2 separate regions of the Mus musculus genome follow, and region 2 is linked to region 1. Evidence: chromatin contacts called from public HiChIP or PLAC-seq data. All regions are on one chromosome and are shown on one strand. Each heading gives the region's core, a stretch centred on a gene start, on an enhancer-like site or on the middle of the called end of the contact. The rest is flanking DNA. Distances are from core to core; before and after follow the strand shown. Region 1 has its middle 100 kb from the start of Gm40217. Region 2 has its middle 86 kb from the start of Gm30266.

Region 1 (5,754 bases), core at 1,718-4,217:
CTCCTAGGCATGCCCAGTGGTTCCCCTCCCAGATGATTCTAGATCTCACCAAGTTATCATTAACAAACATAGACAGTAAGCAAGCATTTAAAAATCTTTGATTAGTGGTGTGTGTGTGTGTGTTTTATATGTTGGTGCATGTAAAAGCCAAAAGAAGACATTGGGTAGGGTGTACCACTCTACCACTCACTGTTCTATTATCTTGACACAGTGTCTCTCACTGAAGCTGAAATCCCAGTGATCTTGTCTACCCTGGCCTGAGCTCTGGGTTTATAGAAGGGCTTGTGGCTTTGCCTGGCTTTTTAAAGGGATCCAAGGACTTGAACTCAAGTTCCCAAGCTTCTATAGCAAATACTTGTGTCTGATGAACCACCATCTCTGTCCCTGATAAGTATTATGAAAGTATAATTCTGTGTAGTGGAGACATAGGCTGTGGGTTCTTTTTAGAAGAAATGAAGCTTACATGGTTATGAGAAGAATGCATTGGCTATGGATCTGGGGAAAGCATGTGAAGAAGGCCTGGAAACGCCGGAGGAGCAGTGAGAACTGCATACAGCCAGAGTGTGGCACAGAAGATCTCCATAGCTAGAGTGTCGCACAGATCTCCATAGCTGGAGTGTGGCATAGTAGGCCTGGTTGTAATAACCAAGGTCTGAGCAAGGTGGGCACATTATGGAGGGTTGTAAATCATGCTTGGGAAGTCCATTCTGCCTATGTTAAGGCTAAAACAGCAGGTAGAAAGATTGGAACTAGGAAGATGAATTTTGGGCTGTTGCTGATGTCAAAGGAAAGATGCCGGTGGTTTAATGTCTTAAGTATTGGGATGCTGCAGAGTAAATAGGACACAGAGGGAACAGGGGACCATGTCAAAGGTGATCCCAGGATTCTGGCCTGAGCAGTCACTGTGACAGGAAGCATAAAAGGATGAGATTAGGGACAGGAGGATAATTAGTTGGATTTTAATCATGATGAACTTTCAAAGCCTATCAACTTTTCCAGTTGATTCAAGGATGATACATAGGCTTCAGGTCAAGGGTCAGGATCAGGGGAAGGCAAGCAGTCACATAGTGAACTAAATTTAATGATTCTTTCAGGGTCCCTTTAGTACAGGGTCAGCACATGAGACCCTGTTTCCTTAAATTTTATACCTTAGGCAGCTTGCTTACTTCTCTAGTCTCAGCCCTGTTCAGGGCAGAGTACAGCATTTTTGGCTGGAGTTACAAGTCTGGATACATAGATGGTAGAGTAGGTATTTGCCATTGTTTAGTTTCCCTGTATTGATTTCTTACTTCCCAAGGGGATTCAGTTTTATTTTGGGGGGACTTTCTTACTCTATTGTGTGTCTTGATGGGACATTGTGAAACAGGTTCCTGCCTCTCATAAAAGATCCTGAAATGGTCCCAGAAGAACACTCTTTGGGTACTAGAGCATGATTTGCAATCAAGTGTCGAAAACTAAATGAGACATTTGAAGAAGAAAATGAGCAAAAGCTACCCTGATGGGCGCTCTTGTTATCTAGGTCTCCTTAGTGGCAATATTCCATGCTAATAGAAGTGACAGCACACTGTGCTAGGAGTGTAACAATTTGAAACATGTACCTACTGTAGAAAGTTTTGTTACTGCTCCTGAAATTGTCCTGGGCTGGGGTGAGGACTGACTGGAGACCCAGGGCCAGGTGGGAAGGGACACAGTCTTAGGTAAGACAGACATTGTCAGAATCGGGCCAGAGGCAACAAAGGAAACAGAGCTTTGCTGATCTGTTGAAAACCACTGGGGGAGGTCTCACTGGAAATGAGTCGGAGGCTAACTACGCTGCTATTTTGGGCTCATTCAACGACAGGACCTAAATCAAACAGATGTGCTTTTGCCCTCGTGCAACACTCTAGAAGTTTGTCATATGAAACGTGGCTTCCCTGTCTACTTTCAAGGAAATTATCAACCCATCCTTAGCTAAAGGGAAGAGCAAAAGAAAGCAAGGGGAACAACTTTTTCCTCTCCCCCTCCTTGTCTTCCTCGTCTTCCTCCTCCTCTGCTTCTCTGTTTAGAAAGTGACCCGAGAACGAGACTGTCTTCCCCTACTTTATTTATGTTCCACTGTATGGCCACTGCTAGATTCAAAGAAGGCTGGGAAATTCAGCCCATAGTGTGCATGGAAGACAGGACTCTCCCATTTGGTTCATGTGGAGAAATTTGCTAATTAAAGGAAGAGAGGGAGGATAGATTGATTTATAGGAGTCTAGTGACTAGATTTTGTCAAACCCATTAATTCTCTTTATCTTCCCACTGAAGCAGGAGCCCTTTCTCTTCCCTCTGCCTCCTTATGGTCTTCATGGGCAGTCTGGCTTTAAGGGACGACCCGACATATACACTATGATAACACTTTGTTGCAGCCACTGTTCTAAGTTACTTATGAGCTGAGTAGTTCAATCCACAGGGAAAGTCTTTCCTTTTTCTTTAAATCTCTGGACTTGGGCTGAGGGAGAAGAGGAGAGAGAGAGAGTGATACCTTACACAGATTAGTACAACAGTTGCTATAGCTGTCATTTGAACTCTTTCTGATTTCAAGGTGTTGGTGTTTTCATTCTACCACAGGTAGCCTTCAGGTCCCTGATGGTGTGAGAACTGGCTGGGGCATGGGGTGGGGGTGGGGGTGGAGCAGGGTCAAGAATGATGAGTAATGGGAAGGTAGTGGGGTGAGCACAAGTAATAAGAGGACCAAGTACCCTCTTTCCCCCTCCCGTGTGTGTGTGTGTGTGTGTGTGTGTGTGTGTGTGTGTGTGTGTGTGTGAGTGTGTGTATGGTGTGTTCATAGACACATGAAGGCAGTCAGGAGAAAGACAGATTAAAAGACTATGCTTACAGGCACCTGTTTGCTGATTTATTTCTATGTAGTCTCTGCAGACCCAAGCCTTCCCTGACTTGGAAAGCATGGGGGAGCTGTTTGACAAAACAGCTGAGTCACCCAAGAGTCTGACCTTTAATGTGGAAAACCGTCACCAAGGACAGGGCTGAGGAGTAGCTGCTGGGTAATCAGGAATGGGGGTGGGGGTAGGGGTGGGGGGATAGGGTCCTGGCAGGACAAGGCAGTGGTCAGAGCAGCAGGGTGGGGAGCCAGAGTGCAGGCAAACTGATTTCCAGGAAGGAAATGCTGCCCCACCCACTCCTCCTCAGGCTGAGGCAAGGTTGCCTTGTTGTCTGGTTCCAGAGAAGGACCTCTCACAAGAATTCTATTGTCTGACCTTCAGAAATGAGAATAAAGTTGTTCCTTAAGGGGGACAATGAAGATCACAGCAGCCAAGGACTCGGGCCGGAAGAAGGAAGTCCTTAAATGCTCTAAGAACTTACAACAGGGGTTTGGGACAAGGGTTCAGGGACTACACTTCAGGAAAGGCTGGGCCTGGGAAGAGAGGTAAACTGAAATCTGTCCTGTTGGGTGCCTAGCCCACATCCTCGAAGGCGATGGTTCCTAGCTACAGAACTGGAGTGCCCAGCTCCATGTTCTTGCAGGCTATACTTCCTGCCATAGACCTGGGAGTGCCCAGGCCCCACTTCTAAAGAATGCCCTCTTCTGAGCCCAACAGAGCTGCTCACTCTTTCTAGAATAGAGTCCCACTGTCAGCAACCCAGGTCCTCTCTAGTGTGTCATGTTCCCATCTAGGTCATCCTCCACCTCCATGATCAAGTTCCATTGTTCCGGGAAGCCTTCCTTGATGGAGCAGGGCAGAAACACGTATCCATCTGCTTTATCTTGAGGTCACACTACTTTGTACTTGCACAGGATCATAAATTCTTAGGTGCTCAGTAAATAAATAAGTGCTGATAAATTAAAAGTTCTGAGGATCTTTAACTGCTATTTTTTTGGTAAAAGTTATCACTAAAAATTAAATATGGTCAAGTCATGTATGTTCATGGATGAAATTTACAAGACCTTTTGCTGTGTTCTGATTTTTGTGGTTGTTCTTGCTTCATGAAGTGTGACCACTGAAACTATTTGAACCTCCAGCTAGAAGACGTGGGTAAGGAATTCCCTGTCATCTACCTTTCTGCTTTCCGCTCTCCAGAGTCCCATCTCTAGGCAAGGGGCTATGGGGACAGATGATGGCCTCTTCCTGCAGGAAAACGCCCTGGGTCCACTCCTGAAACTCCTACAGGGATCTCAGAATATTTGCATTTTAAAAGGGTCACGGTTGAGAGGCCAGATGCCTTAGGGGTGGGACTTTTTCTAGAGCAGGAAATCAAGTTTTAAGGGCAAAGGTGCAGAGCTCTCCAGAGCACAAGAACAAAGGGCCAAAGATTCTTCGCTCAGCTTCCTTAGAGAACCCTCATTCAGCTTTGAGTGAAGACCTCTCCTCCTAATCAAAACTTAAGCAATGGGAGACGGGGGTGGGGGTGGAATGTAAATGCATACGGCTAAGAGAAAGAAGCCAATCTGCAATGCTGCGTGCCATGCCATATGTTTCTCACAAGATGACATATGTCTTGGTAGACATACCATAAAGACAGTATGAATGTCGGTGACAGACTGTAGTTGGGTGAGGGGTCAAGAGGCCAGAATAAGGGACAATAAAACTATTCTGGAAGACATTGCAATGGCGGATGCCTGACACCTAGTTGTCAAAAAATCCACAGAGTGCACAATACAAAGACAATCCTAACGTAAGGAACAGACTTCAGTCAGGAAGTGTGTCAATGCTGGCTCAGCGTTAACTGTAACATATATGCTGTATCAATGCAGGATGCTGATAACAGGGGAGATAATGTGGCCGCAGGGGTGGGATGGGGGAGATCCTTGGGAATTCTGTAGCTTTTGATAATTTTGTCACTAAGTCTGCAGCTTCTCAAAAAATAAAAGCAATTTTATTTATAGGAAAAAAAAAGAAACATTTCCCTGATCATGCCTAACATTTACATTCATATCATATATTTACATGATGTGCCACACACAGGTACTGTCCTAAGCAATTTGTACTATCAATGCACTACAAATGTTCTCAAACCAAACCCATGACACAAGCACAGTCACACTGGCCTCACACCATTGACAGGGGAATGAAACTCAGACAGGTAGGTGAACTTCCCCTGTGCCACACAGCATAGCAGCAGGGCCTGATTTGGCCCCAGGCAGTTTGGCTCCAGAGTTGACACCAGGATGTAAGGTCCTTTGCTGGTCAGCTGTCTGTCACCCTGAGACACATATGTCACCTTGACAGACCCCTGAGTTAACGGATGCAGAGAGACTTTTCCTTCTTGCTCACAGTCATTCCTGTTGCGTCACACAGTCTGCTAGCCCCTTTGGAATGACAGTGAGGTAGCAGTATCCTGACAGGGACACACAGCACAGAAAAAGCCTTTCCTTCATGGTCAAGGAGCAAAACAAGATGTGGAAGAGACCGGGGTCCTACAGAAATTTGGGGACATACCTCTAGTTACCAGATTTCCTCTTACTAGGCCCTACCTCTCAGAGTTCTGTAGTCCCTACATCTCTAGCACCATAATGGGGATAAGCCTTTAAAAAATTAATGAATTTACATCCTGTTAGTAGTTTCCCTTCTCGCCTTTCCTCCCAGTCCTTCTCTCCCCTCCCCCACCAGCCACTCTTCTCCTTTTTGTTTCAGACAAGAGGAGGCCTCCCAAGGATATTAACCTGCCCAGGCCTAACAGGTTGCAGTAAGACTAGACTCCACCAATTTCTCTTCTCACTACTGTTGATTCGACATCTTTCCTTCTACCTCGTTCTCACTTGCCAAGCTTTTA
Region 2 (5,754 bases), core at 1,280-3,779, 540 kb after region 1:
ATTCACTGATCTGCAAATACATTCACAAAGGGAAGTGCTCATGACTCAGTACCAAGCCTTACCTCTAAATACTACTACTATAACAAAACACCGGAGGCTGTGCAACAGATAAAGAGAGGATTTATTTAGCCCACAGTTTTGGAGACACAAGTCTACGAAAAGTTGGCATTACCTGTCAGGTCTGGTTATTTCACACTAGACTCCATCTCTTAAAGAGTCTGCTACCTCTCATACCACCATATTGGAGATGCCCAGCCTATGAGTCATTGGCACACACTACCTCTCATACCACCATATTGGAGATGCCCAGCCTATGAGTCATTGGCACACACTACCTCTCATACCACCATATTGGAGATGCCCAGCCTATGAGCCATTGGCACACACTACCTCTCATACCACCATATTGGAGATGCCCAGCCTATGAGCCATTGGCACATACTACCTCTCATACCACCATATTGGAGATGCCCAGCCTATGAGCCATTGGCACACACACTCAAACGTTACCAAACTTTAACTTTTCAACACTTAAACCACAGCAATACCCAACATCTCATCTCCTTCTGTTTCCTCCATGTATTTTCTAAGGATACTGTCTGCCTTCAAGTCATCTTCTCTACATGAGATCCAATACCTCATGACTGAGCAAGAATAGTTCGTTTCATGGCTGAGCAATGAAAGTCAGGCTTCCATCATCCAGGCTAAGTGGATTTGAGAACTTTGACCACTGGCCTTTGCCTTTAAACCAGAGGGCTGAAGAGCAATGATGTTTCCTGCATTTCACTGTGTAGACATGCATCCATTCTTCAGATTGCTACCACCCCCTCCCGAAATGAGTATCCAAAATTATGAAAAGTAAGAGGCTGTCTAGTGACCTCAGGACCATCCAAGGCACTGCTAGCAGCAGCAAAGCCAGAGCTGTGTCCATCTGTGTCCCCTGTGTCTATTTTTCAATGGGTCCCACCTAGAGGTAGGAAGGATTAATTGTTATCTTCCTGGGAATCTATGGAGTTTTCAGCTTTGTTTCCAATGCTTCATTTACATGCACTGTTCTTTAAAGTCTCACAAAGGAAAAAAAAGACTTAGGGGTGTGTGTGTGTGTGGTGTCTTTTAATAAGGTTGTGTGGGAAAAGAAAGGTGTTCTCCACATCCTGCCCTAACCATCACACTTGGCTTGGAAAGGCTGTAACAGTTCCTGAAAACACTTTTAGTTGCAAAAAAGTGAGTACAGGGCAGCCAGCATGGTTTCTATTTGTTGTCTTATATATTTTTATATATGCTAGGACTACAGAACCAAGCCTGTCCTAAGCCAGAAAGTGTGTATAAAAATGTGTGCCAAACAATTTTTTTTTCTTAAGGTTTATTTCATTTTCAAAATAAAATAAAATAAAACCCACCATGGATCAAATGAAATGACCCGATTAAAGACAACCTCTCTCCTCCTGCGTGACTTTTCATGGCTGTGGGACTTAGATTCCCAAGGTATTATTTTTGACCTTTTTCCTAAATCACCAGTATATTGGAAACAGCTGTTAGGTAGGTTTGACGCTACAGGAAAAGTGCCAGAGGTATCTTTTTCCCTCCCCTGTGAGCTGAGCCAGTGCCCAGCAGGTGACCTTGGAGCCCTTGAGTGTTCGGGAGAGATGAGCTTTAGTTGAATACATTGTTTGTACAAGGTCATTATCCCCACCCCACCAGATTGTTGAAACTGAATTTTTCAACCCAGGTGTATTTAATGAGAAGTGAGGCCGCTGAAATTCTCCCACTGGGCCTGCCAGGAGAAGAACGGCAACAGTCAGTTGTCATCAACGTGTCCTCAGTTGCCTTACCAGGTCCTCAGGTCAGCAATGCAAGGTGGGCATTTTCCTTCAAATGTTATAAGGAAGGACTTAAAACTCAGAGATGTGAGAAGACAGAGAACCTGCCTTTGGAGGCCATGGAGCATAGTGGGTGGCCGGAAAGGGGCTGGGCCTGGATCTGACTGGTTCCAAAGCAAATGTAAATTACCTACTGCATACTCTAAAAGAAAACCCCAAACCAAGAAAACCCTTTAAAAAAAAAAAACGCACGCTCCAATGTGGGGTGGACAGTCTGCCAGCAGCAGCTACAGACACAGTAAATGGTAAGTGAATGCCCAGGGCATTGAACCTTGTGTTTTGCTTTAAAGCAAAAACCATCTGAAGAGACTTCTGTAAAGCAAGCTTTGGGTGGGGAAAGAGATCTGAGGGGCTGCAAAGCACTGATATGGCTGTCTGTCTCCCCAGCAATCAATGGCCAGGAGAAAGGAAAGGTAAACCCGTTCCCTCAGAGCTGTGGTCTTGCGTCTGGAGAGCTTTGGCTGGCTTGTGGGGACGGACAGCAGAGATGGTGAGATCTGAAACCCAAGTGCCTCACTAGAACCAGAAAAGGGGAGTTGTTACTGAAAAGCCCCCGGAAGTTCTGTTTTCTAAAGACTTGGGGTGGGAGAGGCAACCCCATCCTGCCCATCATCCTTGACTTCCTTCTCAGACAGGCCCCGGCAGTGGAATAATTAGACCAAAGAGTGTGTTTCAGGAAACTCTGGCCGCAGCGTCAGGCCCAGGCTTGTTTTAAAGGCAGCTGCTCTGATGTTAAAATGAAATAGGACATGTAACCAGATTATGGGAAAATCATTGCTATTAACGACAATAATTACCCTCTGTTCAAGGAGCTTCCTGAAATAAAAACATCAAAGAACAGCTTTCAACTACTTTACTCGGCCCCCTTGGTGAACCCTTGGGGTCCGGGTGTGTTTCTAAGGCATTTGAGGGAGAATAAATAGGAAGGAAGGCGAATGGGGCAATGCGGGAATCTTTCGTGTTTTGCTGTAACTTAACTGTGCCTTGTGCAAATACCTATACTCAGCCAAACCAAAGGGTTGAGGGCACCTGTCAGGGCTGCTGTTCTAAATAAGATGAGCTTCTGTTCTGAGGAAGCCCCAGTCTAGAGCAGGATGTGGAAGTTTAATGAGTCAACATGACAAGTGCAATAAGGACAGAGGGCAGGGTTGCTAGGTAGCAGAAAGGACCAGTGTCATCCTCCCAGCTGGGAATGAGGAAAGGTTGGGTTCTTGAAGGAAAACATGCGATGCCACCAGATGAAGGGCATGGATGAGCAGGAGGCATAAAGGGAAACTGGGGCTTCTGCACAGTGGGAGTCCAAAGCTTTGAGACAATGGGATGTAGTTAGTTCAGTCAACAGAGACAAGGCTCGGGATGTGGGCAGGTGCCAGACAGAAGGAAATGCAGAGGCAGAATACTTGAGAAAGATGACTCTACCTGTAAAAGGCATCACCAGTTAACATAGAAACTGTGCTAAAAGGGAGAAGTGTGGGAGGGAGTGCCTTGACCCTCGAGATGGGGACAGTATGGTTGTTAGAACTCTTCAAGAATTAAAAAACCTGTAGAATTCAGTGAGTAAAATGGATATGGACAGGGATGATATTCATAAAGTTTGACAAGTAGCACTGACCCCTCAGAATAAATACCAGCCAAACACAACAGCAGGGCCCAACTACGCACAGTGACTGGCAGCAGCCCAGGCACGGATTGGGGATGGAGCTGTTTATAGACACCTTCTAGTCAGGTGCCTGTCTAAGAGGATGACTGTTCTGAGAAAGCCCCAGGTTGCCACACATTTTAAAACTTGGAGTTTCTTCCCTGGAAGCTCCACAAGAGAATGACCAGAGTCATTAGGGTCAGAAGCTAGAGGCCCTATTGGGTAAGGCTCAGTCACCTGTCCTCCAGGGGACAATTAGACAAGTAAGTGACAGTGAAAAGCAAAAAAAAAAAAGAAAGAAAGAAAATGTATCCCATGAGGTCACACTGTATCCCATGAGGTCACACTGTATCCAATGAGGTCACACTGTATCCAGTGAGGTCACACTGTATCCAATGAGGTCACACTGTATCCAATGAGGTCACTCTGTATCCAGTGAGGTCACACTGTATTCAATGAGGTCACACTGGGATAGAGAACAAAGAACAAAGTGACCTAATGACCTTTCTCAGGCTCCAGAAGTCTGTCTTCAGGGCCCTGAATGAGATCTGGGTTTTAATAGAGGCCAAACGGTATAAATAAATAACTAAGCCGGCCTGGTTAACGTGTGGTCCTGCCGATCATCCTTGTTTCAGTTCCCTTGCAAGGTGGTCTGACAAGCCGTCAGAGCTGTCCCAAATCTCTTTCCCTAGGCAAATTCCTCTTATGGCTGCCACCAGGGCTCCAGCCATCTCTTTTTTCTACTATGAGATTCCTGGAGAAATTCAAATTTCTTGGGATCCTTTATTTGAGTCTTACGGTGAAAGACAGAGTCACAATATCTCTGGAGAACATCTTTGTTTCTGCCAGGACAGGTACAAGATGATGAGCTAGGTCTGAGCCTGCACCATGAGAAGCCCCACATGTTCCCTCTTGTTACCTGTACATTGTCCCAAGACTATGTTCTAGTGAGATTTCTGAAGAATGAGGGACCTAGAAAGTGAGGCATAGTCACCCAGTAACTTATGCTTCAGAAATGGTGTGCTAACCGATAGCCAGCCAATACGCAGACATATGAGTTAGACCAGGCAAGTTCAACATAGCCTGCCAGATGATCCCAGACAACTCCTGCTGTGTGATCCTCCTGTATATGTGGTCCTGTTGTATGCATTAAAGTTCTGTGGTTATTTGTAATACATCTGTATTATGCCAACAAATAATGGATATATACACTCTACCATTCATATACTTTCATGCTTGCCAAAGTGGTCAGGAGGCCATATAACATGGAAAATAAGTCAAAATAAGTCTGGAGGTGGCTATAGTCTCCCACACACCTGCATACATCACATGTTCAAGGAGGGGGTTGGATATGGACAAATGGCAAAGTTGGCTAGACCACCTCTGCTAGCTACCGTTTGCTCCAGTACCCAGTGCTGGCATTAGGTACCACTTCGTGGTTGACTCAGGGGCTTTAAAGTTCCAACAAACAATGTAAAATTTCTTATTCTTAAAAATTCAGAGCCAAGACACATGCACACACACACAAACACACTCACACACACAACACACACACACATACACACACACAACACACACACACACACACACACACACACACACACACATGCTAGGCAAATATAAATTAAAAGCAATCAGTAGTTTGGGGCTGATAAAGGGTAGATTGGGGCCACGCGTGATGGCACAGGCCTGCAATCCTAGCACTCAAGAGTTTAAGGCAGGAGGATTCTGAGTTCACTGTGGGCCTGTGTACCAGAGGCTTTCCATGGAGATCTCTGGCCCGGCCTGGTGCGAGAGTTCTGAATGCAGGCAGGGAGGGGAGGTCGATTCTGTTGATTCTACTGCTGCAGTTGGCTCCACCTCCATCTCTGCCACGCTTTCCAGGTTACTCAGGTACTCTGCACATCCCTGAGTTGTGTTGGGCTGGGCCGACAAAAGGCCGACTAGCCAGTAAGGTGTGCAGCAGAACTTCAGGCGTCATATCGGGAGAGCAGACCTCTTCCCAAGTGTTACAGCTCTTTGGACAGAAGGCTGTGACAACAGAGTAGTTCACACACACACACCTAATCCATCTGCACAGGATTCTTATGTACAGTTTTGGGGTGGGTAAGGATCTGACAACAGGTACTTCTCATTGGTTTGGTCTGAGAGCATGTGGGAGGGCTTGGTGCTGCTCCTACATGACTGAGGGCCACATAGCTCTCTGCGAGGGGTGGGGGTGGGAGTGGCTGTGGG

Evidence for each region. HiChIP or PLAC-seq counts read pairs in DNA pulled down with a chosen protein or histone mark.
Region 2: an H3K27ac HiChIP or PLAC-seq map of embryonic stem cells shows a contact between it and region 1, with 6 times the contacts expected there. The contact joins two enhancer-like sites. A contact is called at or near these places in 1 of 15 datasets of contacts at CTCF or cohesin (the NIH/3T3 cell line) and 2 of 115 datasets of contacts at active chromatin or transcription factors (cardiomyocytes and embryonic stem cells).

Annotation. Positions count from the first base shown.
Region 1 is chr4:105,420,849-105,426,602 of GRCm38.p6, forward strand. No RefSeq gene overlaps it. Among named protein-coding and RNA genes, the nearest start is that of Gm40217, 100 kb to the left of the region's middle. Within about 2 kb of position 2,968, at least 18 of the 459 cell types and tissues checked have an H3K27ac peak or open chromatin away from gene starts, as enhancers often do. A contact at or near this core is called in embryonic stem cells, where this site is marked.
Region 2 is chr4:105,960,227-105,965,980 of GRCm38.p6, forward strand. No RefSeq gene overlaps it. Among named protein-coding and RNA genes, the nearest start is that of Gm30266, 86 kb to the right of the region's middle. Within about 2 kb of position 2,530, at least 19 of the 459 cell types and tissues checked have an H3K27ac peak or open chromatin away from gene starts, as enhancers often do. A contact at or near this core is called in embryonic stem cells, where this site is marked.